Linked DNA regions of Gossypium hirsutum: region 1 is linked to region 2. The links are chromatin contacts, called in public Hi-C maps. All regions are on one chromosome and are shown on one strand. Each heading gives the region's core, a stretch centred on a gene start, on an enhancer-like site or on the middle of the called end of the contact. The rest is flanking DNA. Distances are from core to core; before and after follow the strand shown.

Region 1 (5,492 bases), core at 877-3,376, 440 kb before region 2:
ATAATTACACTTGCCGATGTTTAAATGATTGGAAATTGAATTTAGATTATGAATTGAAAATGAAATGGTATTGATGAAATTTGATTCATAGATTGTTATGTGATTATGTTTTAAATGTTGGCGATATTATGATCTGAGATCGTATCTAATGTCTTCGATTTGAAATGTTGTTACATGTATAGATATGTATTCAGATGCCAAGGAAATTTAATTTGATAGCTTATTGAATAATTGTTATGTTTAATTAATCAAGGTAAGTTTTAGTTTCTATACGAACTTACTAAGCATTGTATATGCTTGCCCTGTTGTTTTTCCTTTTTCTTGTAGATCACTTTGCGGAACAAGTTAATCCAGATCGACATTGAAGCTCATGCTAACCTGTTTTTGAATCGGTAGCTTTTTGTCATTTTAAGTCTAAGATTGTGACATGTATTTAAGTGTCTTAAAGTGTATGTATCTATATGTGAATATGTATACTTGTGTAAGCTTGTTTTACCATTACCTAGTATGTTTGAATTGAAGTTTAATTATTTTCTTCATATATGGTTGAAATGCATGATTTGTTAACGATTGGTGCCTAGTTGAAATGACATATTTTTTGTTGATATGTTTGAGAAATGTATGGTGTTTGAAATGACATGTTTTGGGATGGTGTAATGTTGTTAATGCTTGAAGTTTCATAGCCAAATTGTTAGATGAAATGACATCAGATTGTTTAGGTTTGAATGATGAGCAATGTGATGATTCAACTATTAGGCATGTTTGAATATGAAGTTGGCATAGATAAGTTAGGTATTTGGTTACTTGGTTTGGAATACATTTGGATGATGTGTAATAGTTGAACTTATTTTAAATTGATCTTGTTTTGAATTGGTAAATGACATGTTTTAGTAGGAAATATATGTATTTGGCATGTTTCTGAATGATCAAATGGTTTAATAGGTTTAGTTGAGAGTTTTGAAATTGATACCAAATGGTTTATTTTTACCAAATACAAAGTCCATGTCTTGATGAGAAACATTCCTCGTCGCAACGTCGATCGACAATGAGTCACATCGCGATGTAGGGTGGCTTGAGGTTTTGAAGTGGCAAATTGTTTGGCAACGTCACAACATGGAGGAGGTGACTTCACGACATCAACCTTGAATTTTCAATACTTAAAAATTTGTTACATTTCATGCTCGGGTCAACAAACGAGCTTTCGTAAGCTTGATTAAGGCTTGGATTCAATTGTATATCATAATGTGAATGTGTTTATGATATGATTGAATGATTTATTTATGGTAGTTGCTCCGGCAACGGATGTGACATCCTGTAGCTCGAACCTGGCGACTGAGTCGAAAAAGGGATGTTACAAATTCCGTATATCAAAATAATATTTTCAACATATAATTATTGAGAAATACCTAAAATGCCCTTATGTGACAAAATTCTCATTTTCCCTATTTTTTACCTTTCAATACAATTTCTTCACAAAAGTAGACACTCAATCCCTCAAATTCCATATTCACATTTAATTCTTTATAAAAGTCACTATATAGTGAAAATTACACTTTTTTTCTTCTCTCGATGAAAATAAGAAAATTTATAATTTAATTTCCATACTTTATTTTTTTTTCTATTTGGTCTAAAAAGTGATTTTCATCACATCAATACATGTTTCGACTTATTCTTATACTAATTAATTAATAATAATTCACATTTCTAGTTTCCAACTTTTTAAAATTTCCAATTTAGTTTTTTTGCGACATTCTCGCATCAACCATAGTTTTCATTGATTTCCCTGTCCAACATGAATTTCCCTTTCATAAAAATTATTTATCTAACTCATTTTCCAACTTTTCTCAAACTTTCTCGGTATTCAACCTTGGAAAAGTACTAAATGTTATACCTGAATTTTAAGGTGTTGGATTTTTTTCAATAACCCAACAGGAAAAACTCTTTCATGATGTCCAATCAAAGGACAAAAAGGTGTAAATGATTTAATAGATAAAAATTAAAAATAAAAATAAATTTTTCTAAAATTTTTTTAAAATTGAATCACTTAATAAGAAACTTTCTAATAATTGAAAAATTAAAAATAATGACTCTATAGCACACGGGTCGAGGGAGGAGATAATAAATAGGGGAAAAGGAAGAAGGGAGAAAGAAAAGGGTGAGTGAAGAGATGGTTGTGCCACGTGGGACGTTACCTGGCGTACAGCCTTGGCATGGCATGGTATCATTCCAAAAAAATTCCATTTGCGTTTGGGCTATGCCTCTCCTCCTCTTCTTCTTCTCCTTCTTCTTTACCTTCAATTTCTCCAATTCTTCTTGAATTTTTAGATTAGCCCATATTCTCGTTCATTCTTCCTTTCATAAATATACAGAAAGCCTCACCCAATCATGCAGAGAGAGAAAACATTAAATAAATAAGTTTTTTCCCCTACAATCCCCATTTTTCAGGTACTCTTTCTTTTTTCTGGCTAAATCTGATTTCGGGTTTTTCTAATTGAATCTGGAAACTGTTAAATTTTGCTGGGGCTTGTTTAAGCTGTTGTTGATGAATTTGGTCGGTGATAGATTTTTTTGTTTGCTCAGTTGGATTATATTTAGTTTTTTCCTTTTGTGTTGAGAATCTGAGAGATTTGATGATTTCTGGCACTCTTTTTGAGTTACCAGGTGGAGAATCAATCTGTTGCTGGTGTTAAAATTAGTGAACTTGGAAATTTGGTTGACAAATTGGTAGAGTTTCGATTATGTTTTACATGGTGTGAGCTTAAAAGCGAAAACCTTCCCATGTGTAATAAGGGAATAGTTGATCATCAACAGCAGCATAATAATCAAGCTGTGTATTTGATGGATTCACCTTCATCAACCCCGGTAGCTGCCCTGGCTTCTTCCATCCCTAGTTCCAATGATGAACCCCCGCGTCTAAAATTCTTGTGTAGCTTCTTAGGTAGCATTTTGCCTCGACCACAAGATGGGAAATTGAGGTATGTTGGTGGAGAAACGCGAATTGTAAGTCTGCCGAGAGATATTAGTTATGAGGAGTTGATGAATAAGATGAGGGAGCTTTATGATGCAGCGGCGGTTTTGAAATATCAGCAGCCTGATGAGGATCTTGATGCTTTAGTGTCAGTTGTGAATGATGATGATGTGACTAACATGATGGAGGAGTATGAGAAGTTGGGTGCAGGCGATGGGTTCACTAGGCTTAGGATTTTTCTATTTTCTCATCCTGACCGAGAAGGTTCATCACACTATGTTGATGGGGATGAGAGGGAGACTGAGAGGAGGTATGTGGATGCTTTGAACAGTTTAAATGAGGGTTCTGATTTTAAGAAGTGTGACTCTCCTGTGATGGCTCCAGTTTCCGATGATATTCATTTAGCTGAACAATTCTTTAACGGTGTGAGTGTTGATGGTAGCCTTCATAGCCAGAGGAATGCTGAGATGTTGGTGCCGCCTTATAACTTGCATCATCTTAATATTCCTCAAATGGGATCCGGGCAACTACTGCCCCCAGTTCCTCAGAGGTACAATGAAATGGAAGGTACATGGAGTCCTGCTTACTATTCTCCTAGGCATCATGGGCACCATGATCCCAGAACGCTATCAGAGTTTCCGCCTTCACCCTCTTCATCTCGTTACCGAGTACCGTTTCCAGAATTAGCAGACAAATGCCTGGACAGATTGCCTGAGGAATATGTGAGGCAGCAATTAAGTCATCATCCCCAATATGAGCACCAGCCGCAGTTTTCAGATAATGTAATATGGATGCCAACTGGAGCTATACCTGGTAATAAGCCTGCTGGTTTTCCCAGTAATATACTTCATGGTCATAGTGTTTATGAGGGGAACCACATCTGTGAGCACTGCAGGGCTACTTTCAGCAGAAATCAAACGCCACTTTTGGATCATTCTATCATGGGAAATGGAGTTCCTCAGGTTAATAGTCCATGTGCGGAATGCCCACCAAGCCATGAAGCTTTCATGCTTAATGCAGATGGAAAATTGCAGCATGGGTTTTATTCCAAGGATCACACTGATCCCCGTTCTGCTTATGGTGAAACGCATAGTCATGATAGAGGACGGGCTTTGCAGAACCAATTGAATCCTTGTGTTGAGGAAGCTAGAAGTCACATACCTGGAGCTGGAAGATTGAATGACCACTATGTTCATGATGGTGCTGGCATGAATTTACCTCTTGGGCATGCTAGTTTAGCTGATGGCCATCATCTGCCTTCAAATTATGTTCATCACCAAACTGTATCTGAATTGGGGAACGAAGTGTTTCACGATCAACCTGTGGTTGCTACAGCCCACCTTCACATTCCTCCTGAAGAACGTGGAGTCCGCTATGGGAATTATCCTTACCCTTATGGAGGAGATAATGTTTACCAAGCGCCACAGGGACATTTACATGGGCAGTCTGTGTGGAGAAATGTTCAGAACCCAACTCAGGGTGCCCCTGCTTATGAAGCATCTGGCTTACCCGAACAGGTAAATGGTGCATGTAACCCAGCATTTTTAAAAGGTGTGGTCGAAGGTAGTTCAATACATTGTGTAACAGATGGTCAAAATCCTTGGGTTGAGTCTTCACAAAAGATTCTGGGTTTTAATGCCACTGGTGTTCCAGACAATGCTTATGCTCATACTCTTAAGATGAACATTAGTCCTCATGATCTGAAAACTCAATGCTCTATCACTATGGAACCAGTTCGATCCCCACAAGACATGCTAAATGTTGCCCTTTCCCCAGAACCTGTTCAGTCTCCAGAACAACCTACAACTTTAATTCATGATAAACATGTTTCCAGTAACAATCCTAGATCACTAGATAATTCTAATTCCACTTGGGCATTGAGGACTAAGGAGAAAATTGTTTCCATGGAAGATAAAGAAGCAAATAATGCATTGAAGGTGGAAAATTTTGACGTTCCAAGTATTCTGTGCACAGAGCAAAACGAAATTACTGAAAATGAATCTAAAACAGCATTGGTTGATAATAGCATTTCAAGTTGCAAAAAATTTGCTGAAAAGGATGGTGAGCAGGTAAAACCTGGTGAAAATGATCCTAGTGCTGCGGAAAATTCGAAGCTATCTGTAAACCATTTGAGTTTCATACCACAGTTTGTTGCTTCAGTTAAAAAAGCAGCTTTAGAAGAGGTTGAAGAAGTTAAAGTCAAAGTTCAAGAGGGTGCTTCTATGAAGCATGACGGAGTTCAAGGAGAAGTGGCTGAAAATGAATCAGAATCAGTGGTGAGATTCAAGAGAAAAAATTCATATAGAACATCTTGCAATATTATATTTTAATCTTTCTAACATATCCTTGCACCCTAGAATGCCCAGGGTGAGTTGGAACTGGATCCTGATAATGACAACATATCCCCGTCCAAAATTGAGCCAACAAAGGCCGAGGCTGAAGCTATTGCACGAGGCTTACAGGTTCCTGTTTCTTCTCTTTTTCATCATATTAACTTTAATTTCTTTCTCTATTATTTCTTAAA
Region 2 (5,151 bases), core at 1,772-4,271:
CGCTGGTCTTTTGTTCTGTCTTTTTCTTCTTTGGAGCTGCATGATTGAAAAATACGAGTGAGCCTGCTGCTTCAATCTACACAATATTACACTGGCAATCTATGTTAAGTTTACCATTCATTCATTAGTATACTAGTGCTGTTGGTGATTGTCTTGGACCCTTGAATTTGTGATGAGGCATCTGATTTCTCTATCAGCAGACTTGACAAACTCTTGCAGAACTGGTTATCATCACATGTTGGCTTAGAAAATAATTTTTACCCAGCTAAGATAATCAAACTTAATGAACTGAATGTCCTACCTCTTTGTAAACTGCTAATTCTCCTGCCGATTTTGATATTTCTACAACACAATTTGTTGGAGCAACCACAATTACCTGACATTTTGAAAGGTAAAGGGATGAGACTTGTTGATGTATTGTCTTGTAGAAACAGCATATTACAATTAACTACCTCAGCTGATAGGTCATACGATGATCTACAACATCTAGTCATCTTCTGTTTTGGATGAATTTTCATCTGAGGTGAAAAACAATGAGTTACATAAAAAACTAGTCACTTGTCAAAAGAATTGGAGACAACCGCAGTTTGTACCTTGAAACTATTCATCCTTTCAACCGACAGACTCACATCCATTGCAGCGGCTTCTATTTTCTTTATGGTTTCATTAACTGTATGCTTGGATCCAATTGTGGTTCTCTGCCTTTTGCCATCCTGTGTAAGAAAACAATAGTTTACTTAATGTAGGAATGAACTAAGAATGCTTGTCTGATGTGAATCTTGATTTTGATTTAACAGACTTGCCTGTCCTTCAAAGAGACCTGATAAATCCAGATCATGTGACATTGCTATCAACTGAAATGCATTTATGAAATTTGAGAATTTGTGGGTCTTCATCTCTGCGTTTTGTTCCTGTATGGTATTTTAGATGTTTAGATGAAGCTTGAAACTCTTTATGTTGATACCAATTTCAGACTTTACCTCAACTGTATCAAAGGTGACACTAACATCATCCAGGTCTATTTTCCCTTCGTATTCATAGCCGCACGAAGGCGTATAATCTGTTTGAAACCATGCATCTTCAATGATTTCTGGAATTGTTATCCTCTGTATAATATAAAGAGAAATTATTGTTTTGTTTTTAATTTGGAAATCATATCTCAGAGATTGTCTTGGAGTTAATACCCTTTTTGGATTCGGATCAAGTATTCGCGCAATCAGCTTCCTCTGAGGTCCTGTAAACCATGGCGGACATGTGTATTCTGCTCCAGATATCTTCACAGAAGTAGAAACATCAGTGAAAGGTACCTTATTGTACCTGATGAAGGTTATTCTTCTATATGCAGATGCAAACCTTCTTGTATAAAACAACAAGATTACGATCATCAAATGGTAAGTAGCCAGCAAGCAGTTCAAAAAGGATGACACCACAAGACCAAATATCAGCAGTTGCTCCATCATAGCCCTTATTTGCAAGTAGCTATTACCAAAAAATGAATCATGAGCCTAATCTGGTAAGATTGCTTTGTTAAAGAACAGTTAGCTGTTGGTCTATAATTCTCTACGAACTTTTGTTCTCTTGTTAATTTAAACAGTTTAGAACAAATGAACAAGAAGTGATATGTCTTACCTCCGGTGCTACGTAGCATGGCGAGCCACACGCTGTAGTTAGCATATCTCCAGGCTGCACTTCATGTGAACTTTTAGCCAAATTTCCACAATAATGGTTTGGAATTAATCAGAACTGATGAAAATTTATTTAAGTAAATAGAAAGGCTGTGGCTACCTTCCTTAGAGCACTCAGTCCAAAATCAGTTACTTTAAGGTTTCCCTTACTGTCCAAAAGCAAATTCTCTGGCTATATAGAAACGATTGATCCAAATGTTAATTGGTTTAAGTGACCTTTCTTTGCTCATTTGTGAAGATAGAAAAACTGTATGTTAGACATACCTTTAGATCTCTGTGGTAGACTCCTTTTCCATGGCAATGGTCCACTGCATCTATTAATTGCTGGAAAACTTTTCTTCCCTCTGGTTCACTCAATTTTTTAGCATAAGACTGTATTGTAAGGGAAAAAGGATTAAAATTGTAAATTGAAAATTGAAAAGCTTTACACCAAAACTTTATTGGATCCCTGGTGCAGTCTGATAAGTCTTACCAATTTGTCTGAAAGTTGCCCTCCTGATATGTACTCCATTATTATGTATATCTTCGTCTTGGAGCCAATAACCTGCAACCAGGTTTTACCTCTAATGATAGATTAGGGTGCAAGAATTGGTACCAGTCGATCAATCCAGAAAACAAAAACATACCTCATATATTCTTACAACATTGGGGTGATGTAGAAGCTTCATGGTCCGGATCTCGCTTTGTACCTGAAATTTGAGTATTGATTTCTTAGCTGCAATATATATATATATTTCTTTTGGTATATTTGTCAGGTTGGAGACGGCAATGGAGGACAAGAAGACATATAACAAAGCAAGGGTTGGATACTCGCCTGATACTTGAGATTGCTTTCCAGCACCATGGCCTTATCGATAATCTTGATGGCAACATGATGACCGTTGGTGGTATCCACAGCCAGCTTGACCTTGGCAAAGGTACCTTCTCCAATAGTTCTACCTAGCTGATACTTACCTATAGTTGTTGCAAGCCCCATAATATATTTCAAAAACGAAAGTCAAATCTAATCTTCTCCTGTAAGCCTCAGAAAAACAAGAAATCTCAATCCTTGCCCCTGTTCCGAGAGAAACAATCAGTCGTTCCTCCTAAACTCCTTGCAGATGTTCCTTGTATCCTGTGTGCTCCAAATCTATTGTAAAAACAAATCTGATTTGGCTTAAGTTGGAAGGTCGTAACACATGCGTTTTATTGGCTACTTTCATGTCTGCGTGTTCTTAAAAAGCCTAATAGATATGAGAATTATTATAATTCTTAAAGTGTAATAATATTGTCCTCAACCTATGAAGTGGTTGAAAACTTTGCTTGAGCTTCAGATTGCATGGAAGGGAAGATGAGACGGCTGGTTGGTGAGACTGAAGTTTGCATGTTTTGAATTTGAATGGAAGTTAGCCGTTGTGTCAAAACTAGAGTTTCTTTGGCGTGCTTTTATTTTCTCAATCTTTAGTCTCAACTTGGTCTTGGATTAGAACTGCCATGATTTAAATGTGCTCCCCATCTTTTATATTTCTACTTGAATTTTTTTTCCTGCCTCATCATTATTTCTTTGTTTTCGGTATTCGTCATTTTCTTCTTCACTGCTTTTTATGCAAGATACAGTAGTTGGTGCGAGATTTGATAATGAATTTTTCCATTTTTTAATTCCAATCACATTTCTCACATTTCAGGACCAGCCCAACTCTTTTGATTCGATCAGTGTGAACTCTGAAGAGAAGGCCTCAATAGAACTTGGAGGATTGACTTGAATGCCATGAACAAGACCCCTGTCAAAATTATATTTTCTTTATTCATTTCATTTTCAAGATCAACAAAACCACTCATGCCCTGTAATGCAAGAGAATCTATGGATAAGATATTGACTATCGTAAATATTTTTGGAATCGAAAAGACTATTCCACCCATTTCGTCAAGATAAACAAGATACATTAACAAGACGCATTCTATCATAACTCATTGCTGCCAAGAAAAAAATCCAACACCGATAAAGCCATAAGACATTATTTGTAAAGTAGCTCCGTTGAGACCCGTATCAGTTATCAAATCAATTCCTATAATTATAAAACCCATATGAGATACGGAGGAATAGACTATTCTTTTTTTTTCATTCCTATGACCAAGAGATGTTGAAGCTGCATAAATTATTTGCATTGTACCCACTATTATCAACCATGGAGAAAATATGGAATGCGCATGGGTAATAATTCCATAATATGGAATGCGATGGGTAATAATTCCATATTGATCCGAACTAATTCATATGCTTCCATTTTTAATAAAATTCTGGCTAAAAGCAAACAAGTATTGTAATAGGCCTCCCCCTAGATATCTGGTAACCACGTATGGAAGTGTATAATCGACAATTTGACAGCAAAAACAATAAGAAATCCAATATAGAATATTATTTCCAGTGTGACAGGATATGATTGATTAGCTAAGTTTTGGCTCGTTTTCCTATAATCTATAATATAGAAAAAATTCGCTAAACTTATTGCACAAACTTTTCATTGATCAATTCTTGTTCATTGGGATTTAATCCGAATCACGATATCATTTTCTTGTTCTTGAATGAGTTTCATCAATTTTTTATTCAATTTTTTTAAGTTTATGCTGTACCCCGAGTAAAGATCCGCCCGATTTTGATTTGCGCATGTAGGACAAATGACCTAATACCACATCTTTTTGCTATGATTTCATTTCCTTTTTTATTTTAATTTAATTCCTATTTCTTTCATGTTTTCTGTCAAATATTCAACGTATTTCTCACATTATTCAATTGATTAATAGTTTGAAATCGTTCTTATTTCTATTTCGAATTTGTAAATAAAAAAGATTTATGATTATGATATAGGTGGTAATTATAAATGTATTATCAATTGAATTTTTTGTAAACTGAGCCTAAATGTTTTATTTGTTCGGTCGAACCAAGCTAATCATAAATCATTGAAAATATTAATATGCCTTACACCCATTTATAGAGGAATAATATTAGCCACATTTGAGATTTCCTTAAAATTTATAAGGATGTAGGGACAGCTCAAAACACATAAAATGGAGACAGCTCCTAGGGGTGGAGAAGGGTAGCCATAAATTGTGAAGGAGTTAACATGCACGATCACAATCACATGGTAGGACTCTTCAAAAGCCCAAGTCATAGGGTGTTTGGCTGACGGGTGGGCAGGTTGATCGGGTTGGTGTTATGAGGTTCACAATGTTTCTTTGGATATAGGTGTGGTATGAAAGTTAGCTACGGCTTTTGAATTTCATCCTTCATATACATATTCACTCGTAATTATGCAAGGTCAACTATATTTAAACTCGGATAAGTTTTCTTTTCTAAAATTGTTTCTGATTAATTATTATTCATTCAATTTCAGAAAAATATTTTTATGTTTAAATTTAAATAATTTTTTAATTAATAAATAACTCAGATCGAAACTAAAATTTCCTAATCCAAATTCGATCTAGATTT

Evidence for each region. A called contact is a pair of places that touch in the nucleus more often than the background predicts.
Region 1: a Hi-C map of leaf shows a contact between it and region 2, with 1.6 times the contacts expected there. The contact joins the promoter of LOC107921410 here to the promoter of LOC107920686 in region 2. A contact is called at or near these places in 2 of 34 Hi-C or Micro-C datasets (both in leaf).

The regions. Positions count from the first base shown.
Region 1 is chrA08:38,059,526-38,065,017 of Gossypium_hirsutum_v2.1, reverse strand. It overlaps LOC107921410, which reads left to right and starts at 2,126. Exons shown (of 9, transcript XM_041075903.1): 1 at 2,126-2,445; 2 at 2,662-5,244; 3 at 5,335-5,430. The coding sequence starts at 2,779.
Region 2 is chrA08:37,625,599-37,630,749 of Gossypium_hirsutum_v2.1, reverse strand. It overlaps LOC107920686 (CBL-interacting serine/threonine-protein kinase 21), which reads right to left and starts at 3,021. Exons shown (of 14, transcript XM_016850602.2): 1 at 2,500-3,021; 2 at 2,312-2,374; 3 at 2,158-2,229; 4 at 1,950-2,057; 5 at 1,786-1,857; 6 at 1,630-1,683; 7 at 1,354-1,479; 8 at 1,185-1,274; 9 at 981-1,106; 10 at 804-911; 11 at 594-713; 12 at 302-376; 13 at 115-221; 14 at 1-36. The coding sequence starts at 2,661.